Linked DNA regions of Neogale vison: region 2 is linked to region 1. A link is a contact called in public Hi-C data. All regions are on one chromosome and are shown on one strand. Each heading gives the region's core, a stretch centred on a gene start, on an enhancer-like site or on the middle of the called end of the contact. The rest is flanking DNA. Distances are from core to core; before and after follow the strand shown. Region 1 has its middle 120 kb from the start of SMAD6. Region 2 holds the start of SMAD6 (mothers against decapentaplegic homolog 6).

Evidence for each region. Hi-C and Micro-C count contacts between places; a contact is called where the count stands out from the background.
Region 2: a contact with region 1 is called in a Hi-C map of fibroblasts, with 5 times the contacts expected there. The contact joins the promoter of SMAD6 here to the enhancer-like site in region 1. A contact is called at or near these places in 2 of 3 Hi-C or Micro-C datasets (fibroblasts and muscle).

What each region holds. Positions count from the first base shown.
Region 1 is chr13:100,015,068-100,022,195 of ASM_NN_V1, reverse strand. No RefSeq gene overlaps it. Among named protein-coding and RNA genes, the nearest start is that of SMAD6, 120 kb to the left of the region's middle. Within about 2 kb of position 4,240, the one cell type or tissue checked has open chromatin away from gene starts, as enhancers often do. A contact at or near this core is called in fibroblasts, where this site is marked.
Region 2 is chr13:100,138,324-100,145,451 of ASM_NN_V1, reverse strand. SMAD6 (mothers against decapentaplegic homolog 6) reads left to right here and starts at 4,003. Exons shown (of 4, transcript XM_044230083.1): 1 at 4,003-5,911. The coding sequence starts at 5,101.

The sequences.
Region 1 (7,128 bases), core at 2,991-5,490:
CAAGCAAATACAGTGCACGTGAAGCCAGTGCTTGCAGCGTGCCTGGCCCATTCCCGTCATCCTTTCCCCTGCACCCCTGGGGAACCAGCCCATTTCATAGACATGGGAAGTGAGACCCAGGAGGTTCTGTGACTTGCCCAAGGTCATATGGCTAGATGATGTAGTCCAAGTCCAGCTTCTCCAGCCACGACCCCCTTGGAAAATAGAGGCATCCTACCTTGGACTTGACAAGGTATTTAACTGTCTCCTTCTTCTGGAGCTTCAAACTCAGGTAGATGTTATGACTCTAATGGCCAGATGAGGAAACTGAGACCCGGGGGAGATTGACTTGTTTAAAGTCATACAGAATATTAGTTGCAAAGCTACAATTGGAACCCAAGGTCCTGAGTTAGGGCTCGGGATCTTTTTTTTTTTTTTAATTTTTCTTTTCTTTTTTTTTTTTTTTTTTAATTTGACAGACAGAGATCACAAGTAGCAGAGAGGCTGGCAGAGAGAGAGAGGAGGAAGCAGGTTCCCCACAGAGCCGAGAGCCCGATGCAGGGCTTGATCCCAGGACCCTGGGACCATGACTTGAGCTGAAGGCAGAGGGTTTAACCTACTGAGCCACCCAGGCGCCCCTTGGGATCTTTTTTTTAAGAGATTTTATTTATTTACTTGAGAGAGAGAGAGAGGATGAGCGGTGGGGAGGGGCAGAAGGAGAGAGAAACGGACTCCCTGCTGAGCAGGGAGCCTGACTCAGGCTCAATCTCAGGCCTGGAGATCACAACATGAGCCGAAGGCAGACACTTAACTGCCTGAGCCACCCAGGTACCCCAGGATCTTTCTATACCACACAGCAGGCTGCCTTTCTCCCCTCTCTCCACCAAGTCCTGTTCAGATAGAATCCCATGGAATTGGAATCAAAAGACAGACTTCAATGATTCTTAGCCTGATTTCCTCAGGACTCAGGGGTAAATGCCCTTTAGGAGAGCACCTTTGCCATCTAAGTTTGGGGCCTGAGACCTTGAGCCTGGGTTCAGACCCTACAGCAGCTTGAATGATCTTGGGGTCCAGAGAGGGTGTTCATCCTCAGATCCTGCCGGGGGCACGGTCTGACTGTTTTCAGATGTCCCACATGGAGAAGCCAGGACAAGATGGGCAAAGGTGCTCTCCCATGGGGTGGGACATGACAAATTTAGTGCCCCACTATCTCCACTCTAGTCAGGACCTGGGACTGCCAGATTTGGGGGGCTTGGACCATGGCAGAAAGATGGACAACAGAACATTCTAGAACACTCACCAGATTCAGATCCAAACTCAGAGGTGCCCTGAGACCCCCCATTCTGTTCCTCAGCCTATAGAGAGCCCGTGTATGGGCAGGACCGCATGGTGCCCCCGGGGCCTTACTGCAGGCCAGGACACTCAGGGGAGACTATCATGACTCCACTTGCACTTCCCTGTCACCAGAACGCTCTGCACTAAGAGCCTCTCCCTAAGAAGGAAGCTCCATTCCCTGCCTCAAGGCCCAGGCCCCACTCCCAGCAGTCAGCCTGGGAAGATCATGGACTGTCCTAGCCGGGAAGCACCTCAAGAACCACCTGGCTCACCTCGAGCTCCCAGGGCCAACCTTGCCCATTTACACCTGAAGACTCAGAGGCCCGGGGGCGGGGGGGGCGAGACTTCACTTGCCTAAAGTCACAGAGCCTCATCTGCCAGGTCCAGGATTAGAACCAAGGTTTTCTGACTCTCCGTTCAGTATATGGGGCCCTCGGCTAGGCTTCTCAAACTTCAGCTTGTATCAGAATCTTCTGGAGGGCTTGTGAAAACACAGAGAGCTGGGCCCTCCTTCCAAGTTTCTGATTCTGTAGGTCTGGGTGGGGCCTGGGATTCTGCATTTCTGACAAGTTCCACGTGGTGCCAGTGGCGGTGGTGGAGGACCACACTTTGAGAACCAGTGTTCTAGACTGTCTCCCAAACTGCTCTCCACATGGTGCCCCAGAGCTTGGACCCAGGGCCATTTGCAGAGTCCCCAAGTGCCTGTCTAGGCCCCATCTCCTCCAAGGGAGCGGGGTGTGGCTGAAAGGACCCTAAAGGGCCGTGGCCTGTCTCGTTCATCTTTGGAACGATTTGCCAAGCAAGCTTCCGTCTTTGTTGACCCGTAAAACCCACAGGTAGAAATGACACACCCCAATGTATAAGAAAACATTTTTGAAAAAAAAAATCCTTTTATTATAACCATATGAAAGGTATTTTACATTGTCTAGGTAAATCGAGTATTACATGCAAGATTTGCATGTAATGCAAGGATGTCAATAGGAAATGAAATGGTTATCTTCATTGTGATGTTTTCTGTTTCTATGCTTCACCACTAGGGGTGGATTTATCCTTCATTGTGTTTTGTCTTTTTTGGCACTAAAGCTTCCATCCGTAAGAGCTGATGCTTTCTGAAGTGGATATTGGCGGATCTATGGATACAGTTTTTTATGGGGATATGGATTTGGATACAGAGACAGCAGCAGGCGCCAGTAGAGATGAAGACGTAGAAGTGAGGTTCTTAAGGAGAAAGGGCATGCTCCTTCCCTCCCTTTCCCTCTGCCCAGGATATGGGTATAGTGCCAGGAGCCAACCTGGACACATCAGGACGGCAGACAGCCAGGTAGGAGGGGCCTGGGGCCTGGGTACCTGGACATCCTCCCGGAGTAGGACCACTGTTCCTGTCCTGGACAATCTACTCCTGGGTCATCATGGGAGAGAGACGTAAACTGTGCTCTGACATGGCTCTGACCCATACATCATGCTCCCATGTTCTCCAGCGGACAACAAGCTCCTTGAGGATCGGGACAAAGCCTCTGTCTTTCTCACCAGAGCTCCCAGAACATACTCTAGCAAGTTTCAGTTCTGGTTCTGCCCTCCACTGGCAGGCGGCCTGGGGCAAATGACCTCCCTGGCTATTTCCTCTTCTATAAAATAAGACTAAGAAACAGTTTCACCAGATTGTCATCAAGCTTAGTGAGATACTGTGTGTAAAACACTTCGTTAGCCCTATGCTGGCACATAATGGGAGCAAATCAATGGTGGTTATTATCGGCTATTAATGTTCAGAAATCTGATCCTGTCCCCGCCCACCCTGCTTTACACCATTGTTCCCCATTTCCCTTAAGATAAAGTCTAAATTCCCCACCATGACTCATAAGAACCCTCTATGCCCACCTCCCCAGTCTCATCACTCATACTTGAGACAACACAGCGGGATAGGGTTGCTCTGGCTCCCATCTTCCCCAGGGAGCTGTCCTAAGGTCAGAGTGAAAGGTAAGCAATGTGCTAAACCCAAATGACTGTTGAAAATCTTTTAACCTGCCCAAAGGTACAGTACCTAGACCTAGCACCTCTCAGGAAGTCCAAAATAATTTTCCTCCAGTGTAAAAACACGTGGCGCTATCTTCAGTGGGGCACCAAAGTAGCTGCTTTGTGTCCAGGGGCCTCACTGGGCCAAAAATGTGTGTCTTTAATCCGTGAAATCACATTCAGAGTGAAATGTTCATGTGATGCTTCTCTACTGTACATTCAGTCCCATAACATGCACCATCCTACCTCTGAGCCTTTGCATATGCTGTTCCTTCCACCTCCAATACCTTTCCTGCCTCCCCCTCCACTTGTCCTGGCCAATCCTTACTCTTCTAACAGGGCTCTGTGCAGGTGACACTTCCTGGAGGAGATGGTCCCTAAACTGCCCCCAGCGCCCCCCACCCCCAACATATCTGGCAGGCACATTCCCCTAAAACTCATTTGTGCTATCCAGCAGGCCTCCCACTGTCTATCACTGTAGGCCGTTGGTTGGACTTTTCACCAAGTCCTTCCTTCTCTTATTCAGCGCTCAGACCCCAGCGCCTGGAACAGAATTAGGTGCCCAGAGGTGCCCAGTTAATGCCTCCCAAGAGCCGACCCACTAGTGAACACTGGCAAAGGTCAGGAATGCCTTTACTTCCATCATCTGGCATCCTGGGGAGGGCAGGAAGGGGACAGGGGCCACTGTGGGGGCCTCTCTTTCCCCATCATCCTCCCAGACCCTTTCCCTGCCCAACAGGGCGCCACTGGCCTGTCCCACACCCTCTCTGCCGCCTGCCCAGTGACCTAATTATTGTTTTTTCTTCCAGCCCCGCGGAGGGGAAAACAGAAATTCCTGGTGGATGACACAGGCCCGGCGGCCGCCTGAGAGCCGAGCACGGGACCGGCTGGGCCGGCTTCGCCCGCCCTGAACCCGCCGCCCGCCCCGCCATTAGGGCCGCGGGAACCCGTCATCAGGCTAAGTACAGAGCGGGCGGCGGGGCGGGCGGCCGGGAAATTGCCGGTTCCAGCTGACCCGCGGGGCCTGCGGGCGCCCCGAGTCTGGGGGCTCGGGGCGGGCGGGCCGGGGGCTGGGGGAACTTCGGGGGTCCGGGGGGTGCCCACGAGCGACCGGTGGCCGGTTCTCCCATCCTGCTAAGGGGCGGGTGGGGATGGGGGTAGGAGTAGAGGGTGCGGGGGTGGGGGGCGGTGCCAGGCCGGGGCGGGGGCAGGGGCGGGGCGGGAGGAATTCGGAGCCGCTCGGCCCAGGGTGTGGCTTGTGAGGCTCGAGGCCAGAGCCTGGTGGCCGCGCAGCGACAGCCCCCTGTTAGGGCTCTGGGGGCCTTTGGCGTCTCTTTTCTGGGCCCTGCCCCCCCCCCGCCCTTAGAAAGAGCACTGGGCCTGGAGCCAGACCGCCAAGGGGTTAATCCCGACGGACTGCTTCATTGGCCACTCACTCTCCATGGGTCTTTGATGTTGGAGGGAGCCCCAGTTTCTCCATCCGTGAAATGGGTTAACAAAAGCTATGGAAGAAATGAGAGGTGCATGGGTCTGCCCTCTCCTCCTTGCCCAGCAGATAATAGATGCTCCATTTTCTTCCACTTATTGGGGGAAAAGTCACTCAGTCATGCATGCCTCCCATCAGCAAATATTGATGGCACAACTACTGTGTGCCAGGCACTGTGTTAGGCCTTGGGGTGATGGTGATAAATAAGACAGTAAAATCTTACATTCTCAGGGGAGACAAACAATAAATAAATAGACACCAGACAAGAGTGCTTCAGAAGGTGATTGGTGTTATGGTCTAAAGGGAAAGGTATTGTGGGGGATGGGTTCTATTTTAGAATCAGTGGTCCTAGAAGAAAGGTGTGCATGGAGAAATGCCCTTTGACCTGAGACCTGAGTGAGGTGTGGCAGTGAGCAAGGCCATTTTCTAGGCGTAGCCTTTTTGTTTCAAGCAAACAGGTGCAGAGGCCTGGCTCCCCCTCCTCATCCCTTGTCCGTGGAAATAGATTTTCAGGCTCCTGGGCTCCTGGACACAAGATTGCTCCTTTCCTCCACCAGTCCACAGAAAGGAAGCCTGAAGACCCTCTCTCCAGTTAGACAGACCTGGGTTTCAAAGATTTTTTAAAAAATTTATTTATTTGACAGAGATCACAAGTAGGCAGAGAGGCAGGCAGAGAGAGAGGGGGAAAGCAGGCTGCCCACCGAGCAGAGAGCCCTATGCAGGGCTTGATCCCAGGACCCGAGATCATGACTCAAGCCAAAGGCAGAGGCCCAACCCACTGAGCCACCCAGGTGCCTCCAGACATGGGTTTTAATTCTGACCCTGTTACCCACTGGCTGTGTGATCTTGCATGAGTCACCTGATCTTTCTGAGTGGTCATTGTTGCAATAATGGCATGTTCCTTACAGAGCTGTGTGAGGCTTCAGTGAAGTGACACTTGACGTTTGTAAGCCCAGGATGCGTGGCCAAGTGAGTGGTCTGTGGGATCCCTGGGAAGACCTCAGTTTCTTCATCTGAAAATTGGATTCTCTATGTGACTTGAAGTGAAAAGTGGACTTACCTTGGCCTCGTCTTGTGTAATGGGGAGACAAGTGATAGAGCAGTGAGCAGCTTGGACAAACTCTGGGAGATGGTTCCTAGGAAGCGGTCTGATGTGGGTAACCTTCTGGAACTCAGAGCCCTGTTTCGATAAAGAGAAGCAATAGAACACAGCTCCTCACCCGCCTGCCTGGACTGTCCATGCCTCAGCCAGGCACTCAGTGAGGTCCAGAGAAGAAATATCCAGCAAGTGCAGGTCAGGGCAAAGCTGTAATCTTGGCCAAGTTCATAGGTCATATTTTCCTCTTCTTCCCTCAGTTCCATCTCTCTGCCTCCCTCCATGAACTTGCTCTTCCTGGGGAAAAGGACAGGAGCTCAGTCCCTTCGCTCACACCTGAGGGGGGATTTCAGTCCCCAGAGATAGTTCTGCCACACTCCCTCATTTGACACATGGGGGCATCAGAAGCCCAGAGAGGGCAGGACTTTGCCAAAGACACACAGCAGTCCCAGTACATGAGAATTCATGGCAGCAGACCTCTGACCCAGGGCTGTTACTTCATTTACTTTATGGCCAACTTCCACCGATTTTGTAGTAGGAAGCAACCGAGGCCCAGAGCCATAATGTGAATTGGCAAAGGCTTCCCAGGCCAGCAGGTAGCAGTGGGGAATGAAGAATGTGTTCTAAGCAAGGGTAGGTAGGGATGGGGGAGTTGGGACCTTTCTGGATCCCACGTATTCCTCCCAGCCCCACCTGCTTTAAAGATCTCTGAGCCCCCAAGGAAAAAGGCATTTGGGGAAATCCATGGCCATTATCTCCTCCTCCTCACTCAAGAATAGAAAAATTCCCCTTATGCTGACAGGGCAGCCTGGAAGGTGCCGGGATGCACGTTGTGGCCCCTGTTTGTCTGGGTCCCATGAGAACCTGCTTTGATGGCTGAGCTGTGGCCGGGCCTGGAGGCCACCATGGTCAGACTTGTACTGCCTCACCCCACTCAAGGGCTCTAGACCAATGCCCTGTTGGGAACTTTATCTCAGAGCTTGAACATCAGCCTCTGGGACTGCAAACACAATATCCTCTCGGCCTGCGATTTTTCCAGTAGCTTCTCCAAGGGGTTGCTGTTCATTCATTCAGTCAGTCATTCACTCATTCATTTGCCCATTCGTTCATTTATTCATTCAACAAGTATTCCCACAGAGCCTCTCAGGCGCCAGGCCTGCTCTGCATGTTGAAGGTGGAGCAGAAAGCAAGGTGGTGAGGCCTGGCTCTCTGGAGCTCATAT
Region 2 (7,128 bases), core at 2,754-5,253, 120 kb before region 1:
AATGGCCTGTGTTACCCTTCGATCTGTCCCCCAGTATTTCTCACCTATTATCACCTCTCTGATGGTCCTGGAACACATCAGGCACATTCCCACCTCCGGAACCTTGTACTTGCTGCTTTCTGTGTCTTGAACATTCTTTTGCCGGTAGTGTCGTAGTGGTTCCCCCACCACTATCAGGACTTTGTTCAAATGTTACCTTCCCAGGAAAGCATTTCCTGACCATTTTCTCTGAACCATGCCTACCCTCTCCAGGCATTCCTCTCTCCTCTTCTCTGCCTTATTTTTAACCAAAACCATATACCTTCCATATACCTGATTGTTTTGTTTATGGTCTGTCCTCCCACTAGACTCCTTGAGCTTAGGAATTTTGTGTTTTGTTTATTGCATGATCCCTAGCCCTTTAAGCAGTCGCCTCTTCCCACCACCAAGAAGCAAGTGCTGCCTTGTATGATTTCTGCTGTTTCATGCCTTGTGTCTTCCCAGCTAACATGGAAACTTCCCAAGGGCAAAGGACCATGTTTCCTTTCCCAGGACCACGTGTTAAGAAGATGTAGTTCCAGCATCCCTGTGTTCAACTCTGAACCCAACTCTGCCACTTATGGGCTGGGTGACCAGAGACAAATTACTCAAGCTCTCTGTTTCCTTCTCTACAAAACAGGTCTAGTAAGAATGATAACTTCTTCATTGTCTTATTTTGGGGGGGGGTTTGATGAGATAGTGCATATAAATGTTTGGCACAGGATGTTACGCACAAAGCTTGGCAAAGTGAGAGATTTGAATTCAGCCGTCTCCCAGATTCTTACTGAGTGCCTGCTATGTGCCAGGTGTTGGGCTAGGGACTGGAGAGAAGTAATGGGGCTGTCTTGCATGAATGACCTTTGTTGATGGCCTAGGGTGGTCTCAAATGACCTTTGTTGATGGCACAGTGTCTTACTCCCCTCCCTCAGTGCTGCTGCTGGTGGCTCCATAGTTTCACCGTCTCTCTCCACGTGGGGCTCACGTTCCAGAAACAGAGAAGATGGACACAGAACTGTGTGGTTATGAATTGTGTGGTTATGAATTGTGCTTCACTGTAAAGAGAAGCACAGGGTGCTTCCGGAAAACACTGGAATAATGGGCAGGGGTCAGATTGGACTCTGACAGGTTAGGATTCGTTCTTTGTGAGGTGCTTTCTGAGAAATATGGCTGCAGAGACCTGAGGAGTGGCAGCTGGGACCCCCCTCTCCTCCCCTCCTACATCCCCAGGGAACTAGAGCTTGTGTTCCAGACGCCCGTCTAGGACCGTGCCCTTAGGCCCTAGATCATAGGCCCTGCCCTACTGGGCTCTCACACACCCTCTAGTGGTTATAGTGCAGGCGGCCGCTAGGCGGGATGGGCCCTGGGATTCCAAGGACGGTGGAACTGTCACTGCCCTTGCCTTCCTGATACTCTCTCCACTAACAAGCATCTTCCTGTCATTACTCTGGGTCCTCATGTCATTTAATTTTGGCAACAGCCTCAAACATGATTCTTATTTCCATTTTTATAGATGAGGATCCAGAGGCTCATAAAGCTGAGGGAGGTTTAGCAAGGTCAGGACTAAACTCGGGCCTCCCAGACTCTGGTTTCAGTGCTCCTCACATGGCACCCAACAGGTGCCTAATGGCACCCCACCCCTAATGTCACAGCTCTGCCTGAGCAAGAGCAGAAGCCAAACTTTGAGTTATTGCCCAGAGAAGAAGGTAGCCATCCATAGGGTGGTAACCCATCTCCAGTCTGCTACCCCATGACCATTGCTTCCCACATACCTGCAACCCGCCCCCCAACTGGTTGGTTTCAAATCCCCCCTCTGCAACTATCTAAAAGCTTGTGCCAGTTAAAACCTCTGTGCGTTAGTGTCCTTATCTGTAAAGTAATGGTAACAACTATATCTACCCGCGAAGTGTAAAGTGGCCTGTGTCACCCCATCATACTTTGATTCAGCAGGTCCAGTGGACCACATTTGGAAAGTCACTGCCTTGGAAGGGTGTGTTCTGGTAACACAGACCCACATACCACTTTCTAGCGGTTGAGGGTGAGCATACATACTGGTTTAGGCACTCTCAACACTATCTTCACGTCAGTGGCAAATTGAATGGCAAGTTCCTGCACCTCAATTTCCTCATCTGTAAAATGGAAATAGTAATAAAACCTAGGAGGATTGTTGCGGGAATTCAATGACTGAATCCTTAGCATGCCTGAAACCGTTGCCTTGCTGGTAGTAAGGAGTCATTAAGCACGAACTATTGTTACTGCAATCCACAGCCAAACCAGCAACTACCCCAATAAAAGGAAATATTTTACATTGCACTGAGTTTCTTTTTGTACCCCCCCCCCCACCTCCCACCAGGGGTGAGAAATGACTGAAAGGGACCACGAGAGGAGCTTTTAGGTGCTGGTTACGCAAGTGCTGTATTCACTTGGGAAATTTCATCTTGCTGTTCACTTGGCTTTGTGCGCTTAAAATGCAGTATCTCCTAGGATCTTCACGGTCCTGCGAAGATCGTCATCTCCATTTTTCAAACAAGAAGCTGACAGCGATTTTGATTTGGTCAAAGCAGCAGAGGATGGGGATGAGGATGCTCCTTTCGAGAGAACCACCAACTCTCCCGGAGAGCACGGCGCCAGCAGTACCTGGCTCTAGGTAAAAGCAAATGGTTCTGAGTCCTTCCTGAATGTACTGCCCTTCCCCCAGCGCTCACGCAGACTCGCAACCCTGAAGGGTACTTGCAGAGCCGCACACTCAAAGGGCCAGCCCCACACGTGGGCACCCCTGGGGGAGACCTGCGCGCGGGGACCCCGCGGGGGAATGGCGCCCAGCCCCGGGCCAATGAGAGTAGCGGAATTTCTTTCATTCAGTGCGGGGCCGGGCTCCCGCCCGGAAAGGGGCGGGGCGAAGTGCCGGGGGCCGGGCCGCCGCGCGCCGGGGAGGGGGCGGTGCCCGCCCCAAGGCCGGACCAATCGGCGCTGCGCCCGGGGGGGGAGGGGGGAACCAGGCCTTTTTTCCCTCCGCGCGGGACCAATCCCGACTTTACAAGCTTGAACTTTTGCCACCCTCGAACGAGCTAGCGCGCCCGAGGAGGTACCCCGCCGCGCCGGCTCCAGGGGCAGGAGCGGCCTTAACCCTTCCCGCGCCGGGAGGTTCGCTGCTACCGCCGCGGCCCCCCACCCCCACCCCAGCCAGCCCGGGGCCCGGCGGGGCGGGACCCTGCCCCCAACCCACTCCATTTCCTTGGGGAAAGCACGACCCCTACCCACATTCCTCTCGGTGGTGTACGGAGTCAGTTGGGGAAAGGGGAGGAGGAAGCACCCGGCCTCGAGGGGGCCCGGGACGCCTGGCGGTCCGCCTAGCTCCGAGGGAGGGCCGTGGCGACCGTGAAGAGCCGGAGAAGGGACACTCCCCGCCTCTACCCCATTCCCTGCAACTCCCTACCTCGCGCAAGCCTGGAGCCCCCATGTGCCAAGCGTCCCACGCCCCCCGTTTGGCCCAGCAGAGCGACCCCTGACAGCGCAGGGGATGTGGAGACCTTGAGCCATCGCGGAAGATCCCGCTACCCCAACAAATCAGCCGCTCCCCTGCTCCCAAGGGACTGGAGCCGGGAAGGCACACACGCACACCCATATTTATTAGCCTTCCCTGGGATGGGGGTTTGGACCAACTCGAAAATGCAATGTGTGTTTGCAAGTTTGTGCACAAGCCAGGGAGAGGCAAAGCGCTCCATTTGCATATAAGTCTCAGTGGGTCCACCGAGTCCTCGCGCGCTCACCCCTGGTTTGTGTAACTCGCGTGTGTGTGTGTGTGTGTGCGCGCGCGCGCGGGCGTGTGCGTGTGCTCGCTCGCATCCGTGCCCGCGGCGCAACGCGGGCCAGAAAGCGGTCCGTGGGCGCTGTCAGGCTCCGGGCGGGGGTGCCGGGGCGAGCGTGGGGCGGGAGCCCGGGCTCGGCCCGCCCCGGGAGCCGGCCCCTCGGAGCCTCGGGCCCTGCAATGGGACGTGTTCTCCTTTAAGAGTTAAGAAACTTGAAACCTTGTTTGCGCAACAATCAGCGCCGCGGAGCCGCCAAAGTGTCTAGACTGGCATATGATGGGAGGCAGCCAATGACTCCGCGGCGCTCCTCCGGGGGCCCTCAGTGTGCGTTTGAGGAGAACAAAAAAGAGAGAGAGCCGAGCAGGGGAGCGAGCGAGGGAGCCGAGCCGAGAGAAAGAGCCGCCGGGCGCTGCCTCGCCAGACCTCGCAGGGACCGCGAGGCCACCGGGAGGCACTTTTTGTGGAGGGGGGAGGGGGACGACCTCTGCAGCCGCGGCGCCCCAGGCGTCCGAGCGCAGCGTGGGGCGGGCTGCGACCTCTGCCTCGGTGGATTGCATTTTTAATTAAGGATTCCCAACAGCTCTTGGGATTTTTACAGTTTCCACTCAAGTGCTGACACCCGCGTTCTGGAGAAACTTGCTCCAAGTGCATCTAGCGCCTGGGACCTGAGACGGAGTTGGCTTCTCGTGCATGCAATTCCAGGATTTTGGTTTTGTTTGGGGTTCTTTTTCTTTCTTTCCTTTTTTTACCTTTTTGCAGGGAGTAAGAAGGAAGCTGAGGGTATCAACAAGCCTGCCTTTCGGATCCTGCAGGAAAAGCCCATGTAGTTAAGCGCTTGGGTTTTAAAGGCAGGGCTGCCCCCGACACTTCTGGGGGGTTTGGCGCGAGCGCTTTGTGCTCATGGACCAAACGCGCAACTTTTGAAGGCTCGCCGGCCCATGCGGGGTCTTTCTGGCGCGGCGCCGCCTGCAGTCCCCCTCCAGCGCCGGGGCTGGAGTTGCTGAGTAGCCGGGCCGCCGGGGTCCATGTAGCCGCTGGCCCCGCGCGGACTGCGGCTCGGCGCGCGCCTGCTCCCCGCCGTCCCGGCCCGGCGAGCTCCCTCATGTTGCAGCCCCGCGGCGCCCCTTCGACGACAGGCTGTGCGCAATCTGCACGGCGCCCGGTGGCGGAGCTTCATGTGGGGCTGCGGCCCGCGCAGTCGGCGCCTCGCTGAGGGAACGGACCCCCGGTAACCGGAGACCGCCTCCCTCCCACCCCCGGCGCCAAAGGATATCGTATGTTCAGGTCCAAACGCTCGGGGCTGGTGCGGCGACTTTGGCGAAGTCGTGTGGTCCCCGACCGGGAGGAAGGCGGCGGCGGCGGCGGCGACGACGAGGATGGGAGCTGGGGCAGCCGAGCTGAGCCGGCCCCGCGGGCACGAGAAGGCGGAGGCTGCGGCCGCTCCGAAGTCCGCCCGGTAGCCCCGCGGCGGCCACGGGACGCGGTGGGACAGCGAGGCGCCCAGGGCGCGGGGAGGCGCCGGCGCGCAGGGGGCCCCCCGAGGCCCATGTCGGAGCCGGGGGCCGGCGCTGGGGACTCCCCGCTGGACGTGGCGGAGCCGGGAGGCCCGGGCTGGCTGCCCGAAAGTGACTGCGAGACGGTGACTTGCTGTCTCTTCTCGGAGCGGGACGCCGCGGGCGCGCCGCGGGACGCCGGCGACCCCCTGGCCGGGGCGGCCCTGGAGGCGGCGGGCGGCGGGCGGAGTCGCGAAGCCCGCTCGCGGCTGCTGCTCCTCGAGCAGGAACTCAAGACCGTCACGTACTCGCTGCTGAAGCGGCTCAAGGAGCGCTCGCTGGACACGCTGCTGGAGGCGGTGGAGTCCCGCGGCGGCGTGCCGGGCGGCTGCGTGCTGGTGCCGCGCGCCGACCTCCGCCTGGGCGGCCAGCCCGCGCCGCCGCAGCTGCTGCTCGGCCGCCTCTTCCGCTGGCCCGACCTGCAGCACGCCGTGGAGCTGAAGCCCCTGTGCGGCTGCCACAGCTTCGCCGCCGCTGCCGACGGTCCCACCGTGTGCTGCAACCCCTACCACTTCAGCCGGCTCTGCGGGCCAGGTGAGCGCGCTCGCGCCGGTGGGGGCTGGGGGGTTCCCCTTCCCGGGGCCTTTTCGGGCCGGAACACCGCGGGCCGGCGGGCGGGTGGAGCTGCGGCTGCACCCGCGGGTGCCCCTGGAGCGTGGGAGCCCCGGGTGGAGGCGTCGTGCCGGGCAGGACAGCACGGGAAGTGGCACACGTGTCAAATGGCACCTTTTTAAGACTTGGGCAAACTCGAAAGGGTGGCATTGGAGTTTCTCTGCAGCTTCAGGGACCTAATGTAGGCTGCAGCTTCATAGACGGTGAAAGAGAAGGGCAGGCCTAGGAGAAACCAAACGCAAGTGTCGTCCAGTCCCCCCCCTCCTCATTTTACCCTCAGTCCGTGCCCAGGCCTGTAGCGTTTGTGTGCATATGCTTATCCCTATGCTGTACTTCCCTGTATCCAGGTAGACACAAGTTGTGAAATTGGGCGTAGACAATTCATGTCTAGAGTCAGAAGTGTTCATAAATTGTCACATTGGTTCCTTTGTGCAATTTGGAGCAAAGCTGTCTCCAGGTGGAGATCACCTTCTTGCCCTGGTTGCTGGCAGCATCCCTTGGGTGTCAAATATCAGCCCCCCCCCCCCCCGCCCGTGGTGGTCATCATTGTCATTTCTGTGTACAGTTTTTCTAGAGTTGAGGGTTCTGGAGGCGACTGCAGGTGGAGGAAGCAAGGAAGCCAGATAATTTATTTACCTCTGAGACCTGCCTCCCTTCTTTGTTCTCTTCCTGGGATTTCCCCCACACACACCCCACTCCCAGCCCTGCTTACTGAGCAGGCCCTGGATTCTGGAGCAGAAGTGAGGACTGCCGGATGGCCCCCGCCCCACTCTGACCTCTGCAGTGCATGGCTCACACATTTAGCCCATAGCATCTTAGGGGTGTGGGCATTTGGTGGCACTGGGGATTCTGTGGGGGTGAGACTTCTAGAAGATTGAAGGCTGTTGGGCCTGGGTAGGCTCTGAGCTCCTCCAGCCTATGTCCCCTCCGGAGAGTCAGCCCAGCCTGGGGGCACATAGTGGGTCAGATCACAGATCTCCAGACTCCCAATGTGGAAGGGGACGGTGGGCCCAGGATTTGTCCCAGATGTTTTGTTCACATGTGGGGGTGGTGGCTGGGGGGAAAGGCAGGTGTAGCTGTCTTGGTGGTTCCTGAAGAGAGAGCACTGATTGGGGGGGTGGGGGGAGGTTGGGGAGAAG